Linked DNA regions of Mus musculus: all the other regions are linked to region 3. Evidence: chromatin contacts called from public HiChIP or PLAC-seq data. All regions are on one chromosome and are shown on one strand. The core of a region is the stretch at or near the end of the contact, and the rest is flanking DNA. Distances in the headings are between cores, read along the strand shown.

Evidence for each region. HiChIP or PLAC-seq counts read pairs in DNA pulled down with a chosen protein or histone mark.
Region 1: a contact with region 3 is called in an H3K27ac HiChIP or PLAC-seq map of acute myeloid leukemia, with 3 times the contacts expected there. The contact joins two enhancer-like sites. A contact is called at or near these places in 2 of 39 promoter capture datasets (liver and stem cell-derived epiblast-like cells), 3 of 15 datasets of contacts at CTCF or cohesin (the NIH/3T3 cell line and large pre-B cells), 6 of 115 datasets of contacts at active chromatin or transcription factors (acute myeloid leukemia, embryonic fibroblasts and embryonic stem cells) and 2 of 9 other capture datasets (macrophages and pancreatic islet).
Region 2: a FOXA1 HiChIP or PLAC-seq map of pancreatic cancer cells shows a contact between it and region 3. The contact joins the promoter of Coro6 here to the enhancer-like site in region 3. A contact is called at or near these places in 2 of 39 promoter capture datasets (embryonic stem cells and liver), 1 of 484 Hi-C or Micro-C datasets (bone marrow-derived macrophages), 3 of 115 datasets of contacts at active chromatin or transcription factors (embryonic forebrain, pancreatic cancer cells and stem cell-derived neural progenitor cells) and 5 of 9 other capture datasets (adipose tissue, embryonic stem cells, liver and 2 more).

What each region holds. Positions count from the first base shown.
Region 1 is chr11:77,441,306-77,446,234 of GRCm38.p6, forward strand. Ssh2 (slingshot protein phosphatase 2) reads left to right here. Exons shown (of 15, transcript NM_177710.4): 13 at 553-753. Among named protein-coding and RNA genes, the nearest start is that of Coro6, 20 kb to the right of the region's middle. Within about 2 kb of position 1,461, at least 132 of the 459 cell types and tissues checked have an H3K27ac peak or open chromatin away from gene starts, as enhancers often do. A contact at or near this core is called in acute myeloid leukemia, where this site is marked.
Region 2 is chr11:77,462,028-77,466,396 of GRCm38.p6, forward strand. It overlaps Coro6 (coronin 6), which reads left to right and starts at 1,884. Exons shown (of 10, transcript NM_139128.2): 1 at 1,884-2,083; 2 at 3,639-3,761; 3 at 4,168-4,297. The coding sequence starts at 1,886.
Region 3 is chr11:77,157,369-77,162,398 of GRCm38.p6, forward strand. The region is part of intron 2 of Efcab5 (EF-hand calcium binding domain 5); the gene reads right to left. Among named protein-coding and RNA genes, the nearest start is that of Efcab5, 29 kb to the right of the region's middle. Within about 2 kb of position 3,148, at least 60 of the 459 cell types and tissues checked have an H3K27ac peak or open chromatin away from gene starts, as enhancers often do. A contact at or near this core is called in acute myeloid leukemia, bone marrow-derived macrophages and pancreatic cancer cells, where this site is marked.

The DNA of each region.
Region 1 (4,929 bases), core at 211-2,710, 280 kb after region 3:
ACGTTCAGTGTGCTACAACATTGAATTTTAATTGTCTGTTTCTCTAATTCCCGCCTACCCTTTAGTATAGAAGTTGTGTGTTAACTTAAGTTTGTGTCTAGCACCTAGTACATTAACTTATATATGGTAAATACTTGATAAATCTTTACTGAGTGGATTAATAGGCTTAATATTAAAAGTGAAAAAAAGAGAGTTCAGCAGTGGTGGCGCCACACCTTTAATCCTAGCACTGGGGAGGAAGAGGCAGGTGAATGTATGGGTTCAAGGCCAGACTGGTCTACAGGGTTTGTTCATTCCGGGACAGCCAGGGCTACTAAGATTAATCTTGTCTCAAAAAACAGACAGACAAATATTATTTAAGAGTACAGTTAAAGCTGCCTACTTAATCCTCATATTTGATCATAGAGGCACATGGATGTACCAAGATGAGAACATTGCATAGCAAAAAAAAAAAAAAAAAAAAAAAAGGAATGGGAGGGCAATACAGGAACCTGAACCCCAGCTCTTACACTGTACTATCAGCGTCCTTTTTCACTTCACTTTCCCAACTAGGAAACATGGATCTAAATGTCTTGTGCACTGCAAAATGGGGGTGAGTCGCTCAGCCTCCACTGTGATTGCCTATGCAATGAAGGAGTATGGATGGAATCTGGATCGAGCCTATGACTATGTGAAGGAAAGACGAACGGTGACCAAGCCTAACCCCAGCTTCATGAGACAACTGGAAGAATACCAAGGGATCTTGCTGGCCAGGTGGGTTGTGAGTGGCTTTCTTTGCCTCTCATTCCATTACCTTTCAGAGTTAAAAAATCTCCTTCAGCTACTCTTGCATCATATGGTAAATGACTTGAGAATCAACTTCTTGAGCTGTCACAGGCTGAAATCCTCTGGCTTGATAGACTTGGTTTGCTTCCCTGTGAACAGTTCTAGGCTGTGTTTTTAGAGCAATAGCACAGCTGTCTAAAAGCAGTTGCAGCTGGTGCCAGGGTTTGACTCCAGCAAGTCTCATGACTTGATCTTGACTCTCAAATCTGGGCTATGTTTCCACAGAACAAAATGTTAAATAGCCTTCCAGCCTATCCACGCAGAGGGGCCACCCTCCAGCCCCAAAGAATTGTGAAAATGTGACCACAGCATAGCATTATGGTTTCCACTAACAGCCCTCCCTCCCATTTACTCAGCATTTGGAATGATTTCATCTGAGCCTCTGTCTTGAGAAGCTGGGAAATACCCAATCCTCTGTTTCACAGAAGTTCCAGGTCTCTAGCACCAACTCTGATGATACTTTCACATTAAATCAGAGGATAGGGCACGGGGGTTCTTTTTGGCACAAGGAAAAGGTACCTAAGCATTTGAGGAGAACATAAATATTACATGTTCCCAGACACACACATAACGGATGTTAGGCAATGTCCTCATGTGACCTCCTGAGAGGAAGGACGCTACGTGTCCTGCCAACTTCAGTATTTATTCTGGAGCCCCAGGCTACTGCAAGCTGTTGGGTTGGTTTCCCTTCCCCAGTATACCTCCCCCAATATGTGGTTTTTCTTAGATGTTAAAGGAATCTCAGGAAAAAAATTTAAATGAGGATATGAAGGGCAGCATAAACCAGAATATCACACTTCCTCTTTCCTTTTCCTTTCCTTTTCTGTTCCATCCCGACTTCCTGAGCCTGATTCATAAAGGGAGGGCAAACTCCAGACAGGAAAAAACACAGAATTTGCATCATTAGATCTGGTTTCTGTTCCTAGTTCACCCGTATGCTGCAACCTTCAGAAGTTACTTGGTGTTTCTAGTCCCCACTTGACCCCCATCTGTAAAATTAAAACATCAATATGAAGTTTAGAGTTAGAGAAGGCAATATGCAGTGCCTTTAACTCCAGCACTTGGATACATGCAGTTCTCTGTAGGTTCAAGGCCAGCCTGGTATACATATCAAACTCTAGGACAGAAAGGACCACATAGAGAGACCCTGTCTGTAGATCTCTGTTTACTGTTTTGTTTTTGGTTTCTTGGGTTTTTTTTTTTTTTCATAAAATAACACATTTTGGTTTTTTTAAAGACAGGCTATCACATACCCTAAGCTAGCCTTGAACCTACTATGTAGTCAAAGCACCTAAGCCTCCTGCCTCATCTCCCAAGTGTTTAAGTCATTCTTTATATATATATACCACTATGTGTTAAAGGTTGTTTCTCATCATTTCTTCTCTCCATGATTACCAAAAAAGCATACATTCATATATGTTCTTTTTTTCCTTCTCCACTGACATTAACCTGCCTCCAACCATCACAGTCATACCAACTCCCCAGAAAAATGGCATGAAAAGTATCTCTGGAATCTCTTGTGTTGTGATGTCCAGGTTAGGGATATCATTTAGGCCACTTTTGACCGCCAGGACTGCTCATAAAGAATGTTCTAGAACCAAATCCAACTAAGCCTCACTGTCCCTCCATTTCACTGGTGTCACCTGTGTGGAGTGGTCTACAGAGGAAGGGGGAACTCTCTGAAAGGCAGTTAGACAGAGACAACTTCCAAAGTTTGGTTGTTCCTTAATAGTATTTTTTTCTGGATCTTGTTTTCACATCATAGGAAACACATGGTGGCTCTCAGAGAGTAAGAGTTGTGATCCCAGCATCCTCTAACTGTAGTTACACAGAGCAGCGCTGGGTACTTGGCTGGTTGTGCCAGCTGTTGTCTGTTGGAGGGAGCTTCTTGGTGCAGTGACCTCTGAGTAACCTATTTCTATAGTAACATCTCAGTTGATTACAGTCTTAGTGAGAGCATGAGGGCCACAGCAATATGTCAGAAATGCAAAGAACTTCTTACATCTCTCAAAATATCATTGGTAGCTTAGAAAAGGCTGGTTTACTCTTCCTCTTGAAGACCTAAGAAGGATGGTATAATTAAACTGTTGGTATTTTTCATGTTGTATTTTTTTTCTGTTTTAATAGTTGTGGGGTGGTAGCAAGAAGAGCGAGTTATAAAGCTCTTCCTGCTACCACAAGCATCTGCCAGATTTATGCTCTATCAGACAGGTTCAAATTTCAAGCAGACCATTTGCAAGTTGAACCATGTGTCTTTGGTATTAGGTTCCAGTGTAAAGGGGACAGGAGGAAAACTAGGGAGGAAAGCTAGAGAGAATTTGTATGTCATGTCCTCAGACATGTCCACTTTGGTTATGAGGGCCAGAGATAGCAGGGCTCTCTTCTTATCCTGGTTTTCTGGTGGAGAGCAGTCTAGTTAGACATAGCTGTCAGCCCAGAGCAAGGAGCCTGAAATGAAAGGACATGGATTTCTGGTCCCATGACAGCCAAGCCTAGTTGTGGCTTAAAAGGATTTTTTAAAATAGCTTTCTGGCTAAATAATTGAAAATATCCAGGACCATGCACAACTCATGGAAGTGCCAACACTGCTTTCCTAGTCCCCTAGAAGGTAACCACGGCCAACCTCAGTCTCCTAGCCCTACACTTCTAGCAATACTTTCTTCTGTATACATTTCTTAAAGAGTTGATGCTATTACCTAACATGTAGCAAGAAAGCAGAAGGAAGAGAATAGAATGTCTTATATATCTTATCAATTACATTTTTTCTGCTCATCTAATAAATAAGAAAACTAAACTGTTTCCCAGAGTAGCCTAGTCATATGTGTGCCTGTGTTTACATGATTCCAAATTCAGGTCAGGGGCCACTCGAAGGAGGGGAGATCTGAGGCGTGGTTGCATCATCTAGGCCATAAGCCAACTCTGAAGTTCCTTTTTGGCAGCTTGTTTATTTACTTGCCTGCCTAGAATGGGAGGTGGGGGTCAGCTGGATTAGAAATTACCAGTTTAAAATAATAGATATGATCTACTGTTGTGTGCCAAGTACTGTCCATGTCAAAGCATTAGAATACACCAGGCAGAGCCTAACTGAAAAGCAATCTAGTGTTCCCAGCAAACCAGTGATGCACACATGCCCCATGACCCATATATTACACTCTATTGCATGACACCTCTGAGAGACTGAAGTCTTAGCAGCTACAAGAATGTCCCTGGCAATGTTTATAGTAGCTAAGACTATTTGTCAACCATATGGACAAACTAATTGTGAAACATTTATTTCACTTTATGAAAATAAATTTACATACAGTGATGGAGCTTGAAAACATTTTAGCCAAAATAATGTTTTATGGTCGGGTGTGGTGGGCATGCCCCTAATCTCAGCAGAGAGAGGCAGGCAGATCTCAGTAAATTCAAGGCCAGCTTGCTCTTCATATAGTGAGTTGCATGATAGCCTGGGCTGTGTAGTAAGATTCGATCTTAAAATTAGTTAATTTTTAAAACCACCTGCAATAACATTTTAAGGGAGAGGAAGGGACAGATGATCAGCACAGAGCTCAGGAGGGAGGAGGTTACAGGTCAGCAGGGAGCACGTGAAGGTTGTGGTGCTGTAGCAGTGATGGTGGTCGCTGGACTGTGTTAGTGTGCCTACCACTCTGCCTCAGGCCAGTCTTTGGATTAGATTTTCTTTCTCTTACTCTCTCTCTTTTTTTAATATTTTTATTAGGTATTTTCCTCATTTACATTTCCAATGCTATTTCTTACTCTCTTATAAGTAGGTGTCAATTGTATTCCCAAGGCTCAAAGGAGTATTTTCTGATGATCATCAACCCCCAAGAAGAGAAGGAAGTCCCTGCTGAGCAGCAGGCTGTGATGTTAGCTCGCTCCTCACTAGCACAGCTCCCATCTGTATCCCCTCGTGACTGATACAGCACTTCAGTGTACTAGGTTTATTCCTTGTATGTATGAGTGTCTGCCTATGTTCATGTTTATGCACCACATGCATGATTGGTACCCATGGAGGTCAGAAGAGGGCATGATTCTCTGGATGTTATAGATGGTTGTGAATCACCATGTGGGTGCTAAGAATTGAAGCTAACTCCCCTGCAA
Region 2 (4,369 bases), core at 634-3,133, 300 kb after region 3:
CCTTGAACCCAGTGCTGGGAGTTAGTTTACTTTTCTCTGCCTGGCTTAAGCTGTGGCTCATAGAACCTTCTAATAGGGATGAAATGCCCATACCGGTGCCAAAGTTTTAAGTTCTCAAACAATCGCCATCGATGTTAATAACAGCGGTAGCCTCATCAATTGCCCTGGGTCAACGTAGACCCTCATCAAGCTACTGAGACGATTCCCCCAGAGTATCTTCTGAGGCCTCTTCGCGGCGGGTCGTGGCTGTTGGGGACAACCCCGCCCGCTGGGAACGACTAAATTAGCTGCGCGATTGCGGCAGGAATGCGGCGCGCAGGCACCTGATCTCGCGCGGTGGCTCCCATTCTCCGTGTCTCTCTTTGGACCAAGCGCCTCCCGAACCTGTATGCGAGGGACGGTGGCAGACACGAGGCACGAACACCCCGCCAGCGCACGCACACTTACTTTTCCCTTTTTACAGCGGAGTTGAGACGCCCGCCGGACTTTCGCGCGCTGGACAGGGCGTAGCCGCTCTGGCCTGGCCCTGCCCCCGTCCGGCCCCGCCCCCTCAGGTTGATGGCAGCAGCAGCTGGGACTGCAGCGGAGCCCGCAGCCGAGAGCCGCAGGCAGCGGCCGGAACACCCTGGCCCGGACGCACGGACGCCGCCTCCTCGGCCCTTCGCATACCCCGGCCCGCTCCGCAGAGGAGTCGCAGCGTGAGCACCCCCGCCCGGCTTAGGACCAGGTACCCCCCTCCCTGCCTCCGCCACCGCAGCCAACGGCGCGGGCGGGGTCTCTGGAGGGGGCAGAGGTCTGCGCCCCCCCCCCCCCCCGCCGCTAAATTCAGTTCGTCAGGGCGGACTTGGTGTCTATATTTGGCCGGACAGCGGCTGGCGAGGAGACACCTAGTCTCACAGGAACGCACTGCCGGGGCAGGAGGCTGGAGGAGGGGGCGAGTAGGCCGGCCTTCAGGCCTGGGGCTACAGAAGTGGTTTGAAGGGCACAAGGATGCCCGGGCAGGGGAGGGGCAGGAAGCAGTTGGCCTTTGGGAGAACCTGCTGTGTCCCCTTGGGAAAAGTAGCAAGCATTGCTAAGCTCCTAGCTCCAGAAGCCGAAGTCGTAGAACCAGAAAGAGGACCTCACCTCCTCCCTGGTTGCACATCTGGTCCTTGCAGGTGGGGTCGAGGGCCCCCACCCTCAAGAGAACGGACTAGCCAGCCCAGGCATCGCACCCAAGAGGCTGGACCAAAGTATGATATTTGTGTCAGATGACCATAGCCAGGACTCCCCCACCCCACCCCATCCGGAGAAATCAGTGCATGGGGAAATAGACAGAAGGAAGATCGCCCTACTCCCACATACCCCACACCACCGGAGGAATCTTTTAAAAAGAGTAGGAAGCAGGGCTAACAAAAGGACCTCTTCTCTTGGCCAAGCTGTAGAAAAAGACACACCGGCTTGAACTCAGCGATGTGAATATGGGATCTTGAGGGCTGCAGTCCTACCTAGCCTTGAGCTACGGTCCACTGACTAAAAGAGAAGGTGTTGGGTGGGGAGCCTTTCAGAGAGACAAACACTTGCAAAGAGGTCTCATACATGACTAGCAGCATGAGGGGACCCCCTGATATTCCTCCTCAAAACATTAGGTCTTGGAGGAAGTTTCAGCCCTGTGTCAGCCTCTGCTATCCCGGCTAGCCTGTGTGTCTAAGAAGCGGTGAGATTCCCCATCCTTGTCCCTCATATTAAACAACATGAGACAGATGTCAAAAACCAGCCTCCAACTTTGGTCACTTTGAAGATCCTGGCCAGATAATCCTACTCACTCACTCCTCCCTTCCACAGCTCGCAGGATTAAGGACCAACGTGCCTCTAGACTCTGATACTCCCTATCTTTGCCCCAGCCATGAGCCGGCGTGTTGTTCGGCAGAGCAAGTTCCGCCACGTGTTTGGTCAGGCAGCAAAGGCTGACCAGGCCTATGAGGACATCCGGGTATCCAAGGTCACATGGGACAGCGCCTTCTGTGCCGTCAACCCCAAATTTCTAGCCATTATTGTGGAGGCTGGAGGTGGAGGTGCCTTCATTGTCCTGCCTCTGGCCAAGGTGAGGGGTGAGGGGAAGAAAGCAATTGGGAGGGCACTGGCTAGGGTCTCTGGGATATATCCCACACTAGCCTTTTCTCACTGAAGTCCAGGCCTCCAGAAGGGCAGTCTGTGTGGACTGGGTACTCTGTCTTTGCCAAACCCACAAAGAATGGTGGAGAACAGCAACATCAGCGTGACCTGTGCGCCCGATCTCTAGGCCACAGAGCACTGTGTTCCTAGCAGAAACCAAGATGGGTGTTAGTGATGGAGATGGTTGGGATACAGCAGACCAAGGTCCAGTCAGACTCTAACCTTATCTTTACCTAGTGTCAGAGAAAGGCAGAGTCAGAGAGATGGAGAGAGACACACAGACACACACAGAAACAGAGAGAGACAGAGATACAGAGAGAGAGAGAGAGAGAGAGAGAGAGAGAGAGAGAGAGAGAGAGAGAGAGAGAGGTGTTCAGACTCTGATCCTGGGAGTGGGATGAAACTAAAAAGAGAAGTTACAATAGTCAGAGCCTTCCCTCCCCTGCACATGAGGGAAAGGGCCAGGCACTGACTGCCACCTTTGCAGACACGTAGCCATCTGTACCCCAGGAGAGATACCCCAAAGCATAACCTTGACCTAGATACTGAGCCCTATACCTTGCTAAAGAAGACCTCACAAGTGGTGGGGTCAGGACAGGCCTGACAATAGCCTATGACTCACGCTGGACAATGCAGACACCATCCAGAGACAGCATCCCAAGGGCTCACATTTCAGCCCGAGCCACCTCCTCCCCCAGTGTGACTGCCATGTCAATGGCATTTAGTCACCCTCTCTCCCAGACTATGTGCTTTGGGCCAATGCCAACCCCTGCAGAGTCTTCAGAGCTCCCACAACTTACTCATGAAGACAAAAAGAAAGACGAGTGCCAGCCCCTGGTAAGGGACACTCAGCACCAAGACTGCGTGCTGCCTATGACTCCAAGGTGAAACCAAGGGAGAGGTCTGCCCCAGGGGCTAAGCCACTGCCGTCAGAGTCACTCACTCAGACCTCTCTCTCCAGGGGCTTGCCAAAGGTCCTCCAACTTGGGGGACAGGTTCAAGCACATCCTCCTCACAGGGCATGTGGGTTCACGCCCATGAGCCCAGCACTGGGAAGACCGAGGCAAGATCAGCCTAGGCTAATCAACATAATGAGACCTTAACTTGAGTCTGGGTTCCGTGTCCTGCTGTGGGTACTTTGTTAGGTCAGCCTGTCTCTCTGAATCAGACTTCCTAATACAAAGGCATTCACACTGTGCATCTCCAGCAAAGTTCAAAGAGTAGACTGAGGGTGGGGGTGGGGTTAAATTCTGAAAAAGGTCTGCAAAGAGAAAACTAATAACACAGATTTGAGAGGTAAACAAATCTACTGCCCACTTCAAAACCACATACAGGAGAGCAAGGGCCTGGGATGCAGCTCATTGGTTGACCATTTACTTAACAAGTGCTGGGCCCTGAGTTCCGTTCCCAGCGGTGCTTGTGCACACACACACACACACACACGAATGACAGTGAACCCATATCACCCTCTCTGACCCCTCCAGACAGGACGAGTGGATAAGAACTACCCACTGGTCACTGGGCACACTGGCCCTGTGCTGGACATTGACTGGTGCCCACACAATGACAACGTCATCGCCAGTGCCTCAGATGACACCACAGTCATGGTAGGAGACTAGTGGATGCTGCCAAGCTGGGCTGGGGAACGGGGAGGTGTCTCACCTGTGCTGGGGAAGATAATAGAAGGGGTAGAGGCCAGGAGCTCTGCCCTGTCCTGCCCAGTTCCCAGATTATTTTTAGTTAAATACATACCTGCGCCCTCCCAGAGGGCACTGCCTAGAACTAATTATAACCATGGATAACTTGGGGCCCTAAGAGCAGGGGTACAGCACTCTGAAGTTTTCTTGACAGAGTAAGGCAGTCTTTGGAGAGCTCACAACTGCTGCTTCACGGTGCTGGTACCACCAAGTTTTTTTTCCTGTATTTGACCCGTACCACTCAAGAAGACCAATAGCACTAAGTGTGTGAGCCATCTCTGAATCCCACCTGCTTGTTGCCTTTCTTCCTACCTAGGTGTGGCAGATTCCAGACTACACCCCTGTAAGAAACATCACAGAACCTGTCATCACACTCGAGGGCCACTCCAAGCGTGTGGGCATCCTGTCTTGGCATCCTACTGCCAGGAATGTCCTGCTCAGTGCAGGTCTGGGGTGGGGCTAAGGAGGGTCCCTTCTGTAGATGAGGGTGGGAGTGAGGAAGGAGAGCCTCGGATGAT
Region 3 (5,030 bases), core at 1,898-4,397:
ATATATTAAAATACATTCAATTGTATACCTTTAAAGGGGCATAAGGTATTGTATAGTGGGCTGGATAATGGCCTGGAATAACCATTAGGACCCAGAGTCTGTAAATGATACTTTATGCAGAAAAGGAATACTTGTATATGTGACTAAACTAAGGTTTGGGGGCAGGGAAACTATCCTGAATTATGCAGGTAAACCCTAAACACAATCACACGTGTCTGTATGAAAGTGGGTTTTCTCAGCCAGGGAGGAGGAGGAGGCAACATCACTATAGAGGCAGAGGTTGGTAATGCTGTGAGTATAACACCCACTAGTGACCAGAAGCTGGAGGCAACCCTCTCTGGGACTTCAGCCTGTGATTGGAAGGGGCAGATGACCCACCAGAGGGGCTGCAGCCCTGCCAACACCCGATTGTGACCCGTGTTGCTGATCTTGGATTTCTGGTCTCCAGGTCTGTGAGAGAATAAACTTGTGTTGTTTTCAGAAACTAACTTCATAGTAATTTGTTTTAGCAACAATAAGAAAGAAATAATGTGTGAATTAAATCCTAACAAAGTTCTTACCACTGAAGTTTTTAATAGCTCCATAATTATTGTGTGATTTTGCTCATTTATCTTTATATTTCTAATATATTTCTCTTTTATATATTCTCTTGCAATGTGCTGCCATAAGATTTAAGAGAGCACTATCATCTTTATAAATTGTAAACTTTAAAAATGTTATATTTTATCATTTAGACATATGAAAAATAATTTTAATCTGGGTTTTTAATGTTTAATGTTGAAACCTGCCCAGTTTTGTCCACTTATTTCATTTATCTGCTCTTCCTTTATCAATTCTCTTAATATGTTTTGTCATTCTATATTAGGTGATTTGTTTATAAGACAAATATAGCACCCCACCCTGTCTATGAAAAGTCACAGCCCCTGAGATGGACAAGGTTCTGATTTTAAAACATTTTGGGAATTAGAAAGGGGGTTTATCAAAAGCACACAATGAGTGTCAAGTGTGTCTTATTTTTAAAATGCAAAAAGATCATTCATCTTAAAATTAGAAAGACTGGTTGTTTGGGCTTTTTTTTTTTTTCCTTAAATACATGGTCTTACTCCATAGCCCAGACTGGCCTCTAATTCACAATTCTTCTGCCTCAGCTTCTCAAATACCAAGATTGCAGGCATGCACCACCATGCTCAGCTGAGAGGCTACATTTAAGAGGACATTGTTAAATTCTTACCCTCTCCCTCTCAAGTAAGTAGGGGTCATATTTACAATATTTTTTTGATGATAGTGTTTTCAAAATTTTTTTGAGGATTTGGCGGAAACCTTGGTGGCTCTGAGCACTTGTTCTCTTGCAGAGGGCTGGGTTTCCGTTCTTAGCTCCCACATGGCACCTCACAGCCTTCTGTGACTCTCGTTTCATAGGATCTGTCACCCTCTTCTGGCCTCTAGGGCATCAGACACACATACAAGCAGACAAACATTCATACATAAAAAATAATAAATATTATTTTTTTAAAGATTTATTTATTTATTTATTATATGTAAGTACACTGTAGCTGTCTTCAGACACTCCAGAAGAGGGAGTCAGATCTTGTTACAGATGGTTATGAGCCACCATGTGGTTGCTGGGATTTGAACTCCGGACCTTCGGAAGAGCAGTCAGTGCTCTTACCCACTGAGCCATCTCACCAGCCCTAAATATTATTTTTAAAATTCCAATAATGCTACTTTGGCAATGGTAAAATAGGGGCCTTAGAATAAATTCAGTCTCCAGTGAACAAGAATTAACTAGTCATTTCAGTTTGTAAGGTTAAATTTCATCTCCAAAGAGCTAAAGAGATGAGAAGGTAGTTGTTACTACCAGACCATCACACACACACACACACACACACACACACACACACACACACACACACACTGTCTTACTGCCTCCACCCAAATCCTTATTCATTTGATTCTCTAGTAATTCTGGGAGTGATTAGAAATTTTTATTTCCAAATTGTCATGTCTATTTCTAGCCAAGTTTGTAAAAATAGAAAAGACTTGTTGTTATTGTTGTTGTTCTTACTGTGCTGTCCTCCTGCTTTTACTTGTCTCATAGTAAAGGAGGACTAGGTGATGTATTAAAAACCACATACTCTCAGGGATTTCATGTCAGAGAACACTCCTGTTTCTGGAAAACGTGAATTTATGTGGGTGCTAAACATTTCTATCAAATTCTGTAAAATGTTTCCTTTTCCTCTGGAGACAAACCATGATTCCGATTTTTTTTTTCTCATTTGGAAAATTGGCTACTTGTAACAGAAAAGTTTGTTCCATAAGGAGCTGTATATTTGGCTATCGTTTTAGAAGGAAAACCAAGTTGTATTCTTTATGTTACTTGTTAAAATTATTTTCAAGCTCATCCTAAAAATAAAAACACCTGAGAGCGACGAGCGTGTGGATCTTGAGAGCTCCGAGTGAGCGCGGGAGCCACAGGAAGCACCTTTAAATGACCTCTTGATTCGTTTGCACAAAAATTAACACAAATGTTTCTAAGGTGGAGACTAGCTTTACTTTTTTTTTTTTTTTTTTCCCGAGACAGGGTTTCTCTTGTGTAGCCCTGGCTGTCCTGGAACTCACTTTGTAGACCAGGCTGGCCTCGAACTCAGAAATCTGCCTGCCTCTGCCTCCTGAGTGCTGGGATTAAAGGTGTTCGCCACCATGCCCGGCTTTTTTTTTTTTTTAATTGAGGAAACTTGAGATGGTCATGGTGGCACACACTTTTAATCCCAGAATTTGGGAAGCAGGGGCAAGCAGATCTCTGAGGCCAGCCTGGTCATCAGGGTGCATTCCAGGACACTCAGGACTACACAGAGAGCCCCTGTCTCAAATAAAACAAAACAACCCCCAAAATAATAATAATAAAAGACAAAAAAGTTGAGGAAATTTGAAAAGCACTTAGACTTGGCGATCATACACAATGCCAACAATACATAACGAGCATTTATAGTTCTAACTTAAAGTAAACATCAAAAGGTAGGACAAATATGGAGACTGGGCTCGTGTCCATATTTGTTTCTACTTGTTTCAAGCTGGGGCTTGTCCTAAGTGATCCCATTTTTTAAAAGAGCAGCTTCTTCCGTCTTCAGCACAAACGCTGAGGTAGAATGACTCATGTCTTGTTTGTGCAAGTGAACAACCGTAGCACAAACCACAAGGCACAGCCTGCTAAGCAACCTCTTTATACAATAAAGTATAACAACCTAGGAACTTCAAGTTTAAGTCAGGAACACCCGGATGCATGGGGATATCAAAACCATATCAGAAACACAGACTTATGCACTTATTAAATACGCCAGACGAAAGGATGACGCAACCCCCCCCCCCCTTGGTACTATTAAAGTCATTTTTCCCATCCGGTAAAATGGCCACAGCAGTGTGTTTACCTGTGACCTGGGCTCCAGCTCAAGTGAAGTTTCTCCTGCTAGGGACAAGCAGATTGGTTCAAACTGACCCTAAAACTGCCCTCCCTTCCCCCACCCTGCAGCATTTGACAACTCTGCACCTGCAGTTCATAAAGCTTATCTGACCTCTCCAAAGACAGTTCCTTGAGTCTGAATCAGCTGCCTTCAGTATGGTCTCTCTGTGGACTCTTTACCCATTTGAAGCCTCCTATAATGCTTCCCCCCCTCTGTCTCTGTCTCTGTCTCTGTCTCTCTCTGTCTCTGTCTCTCTTTCTCTCTCTCTCTCTGTCCCTCTCTGTCTGTCTCTTTGTCTCTCTGTCTCTCTCTCTGTCTCTCTCTCTCTGTCTCCGCCTTTTTCTCTCATGTAAAGAACATTATACTTTAATACTCTTAAAAACTGTTAATACTGTTTAACTACTATTAGCAATAGTAATTAAGATTGGAATAAAAGAATCTACTATTGCCAATGACTGTGTCTACCAAGGGAAAACAGTGATATCTGGTGAATTAAGGTAAAAGAAATTGAATTGTCTTTGAATTCATGGCATCACACATTAAATGTGGAAAGACCCCAACGTGCCCATGTTGCTGACATAGCTTGTTCATATTAGAAAAAAATACAAATGACTAGGTCACACAATAAAGTATTTTAACATGAAAATATTTAACTTCTGTTAAAAAAAAAAAAAGTGAGGCTCAGGGAACATAGCTCAGAGGCAGTGACTGCCCAGCATGTGCAATCTCAAGCATTGAAAGAAGAAAAATAATCAAATTGTAGGTTTCTCATTCCTAGCAGTGCTAACTGACTGGGCTCAAGTAGGAGGAGAGCTCTTGTGCATTGCTGGTGGGAGAATAAATCACAGCAATCAACAGCACAACGTGACAGCTGGCACCCAAAACTTTCAGCTCTTCTTTCTTTGACCTAGCCAGTTCCACTTCTGGGACTCCATTCTAAACAAATGACTGGTGCTCTGTCAGGCTCGAGTAACAGTTAGACTAGACATTTCTGGCTACTGAACGGATGTCCTCCTAGTTCTAGAGACTGCACTGTCTGAATTGAAGGCTCAAAGAGTTGACGTCAGATAATGTCTCTTCCTTGGATTGCAGATGGCTACCTTCTTGCTCTGTCCTCACATTGACTTTCCATAGTGTACATGCCCACAACCACACATGTGTGTGCCCCTTTTCCAGAGAGAGAGAGAGAGAGAGAGAGAGAGACAGAGACAGAGACAGAGACAGAGACAGAGACAGAGACAGAGAGAGAATGAGAGAACTTGTTATAAAGCACTGGTCCTAATTCACTCCTAGCTCTGAATATTTTTTTAATACACCCACTTTAGGCCCTAAAGTTTAGGGGTCAGGGACTTAACATATATATTGAGAGGATGAGAGACAGTTTTAAACTGTAAATACAGATTTATATGTAGGTATTGTATAGTTTTATTAGGAGTATGAGACAGTAACTGTCCGTCAATAAACAGATGACTAAGTAAACATAACCACGTAGCAAAGCATTACACTGCCATTAAGATGGTTTAGGGACCAGGCTGGGAAGGAGCGCTTTTCCCTGTTTCTCTAACTTACTTG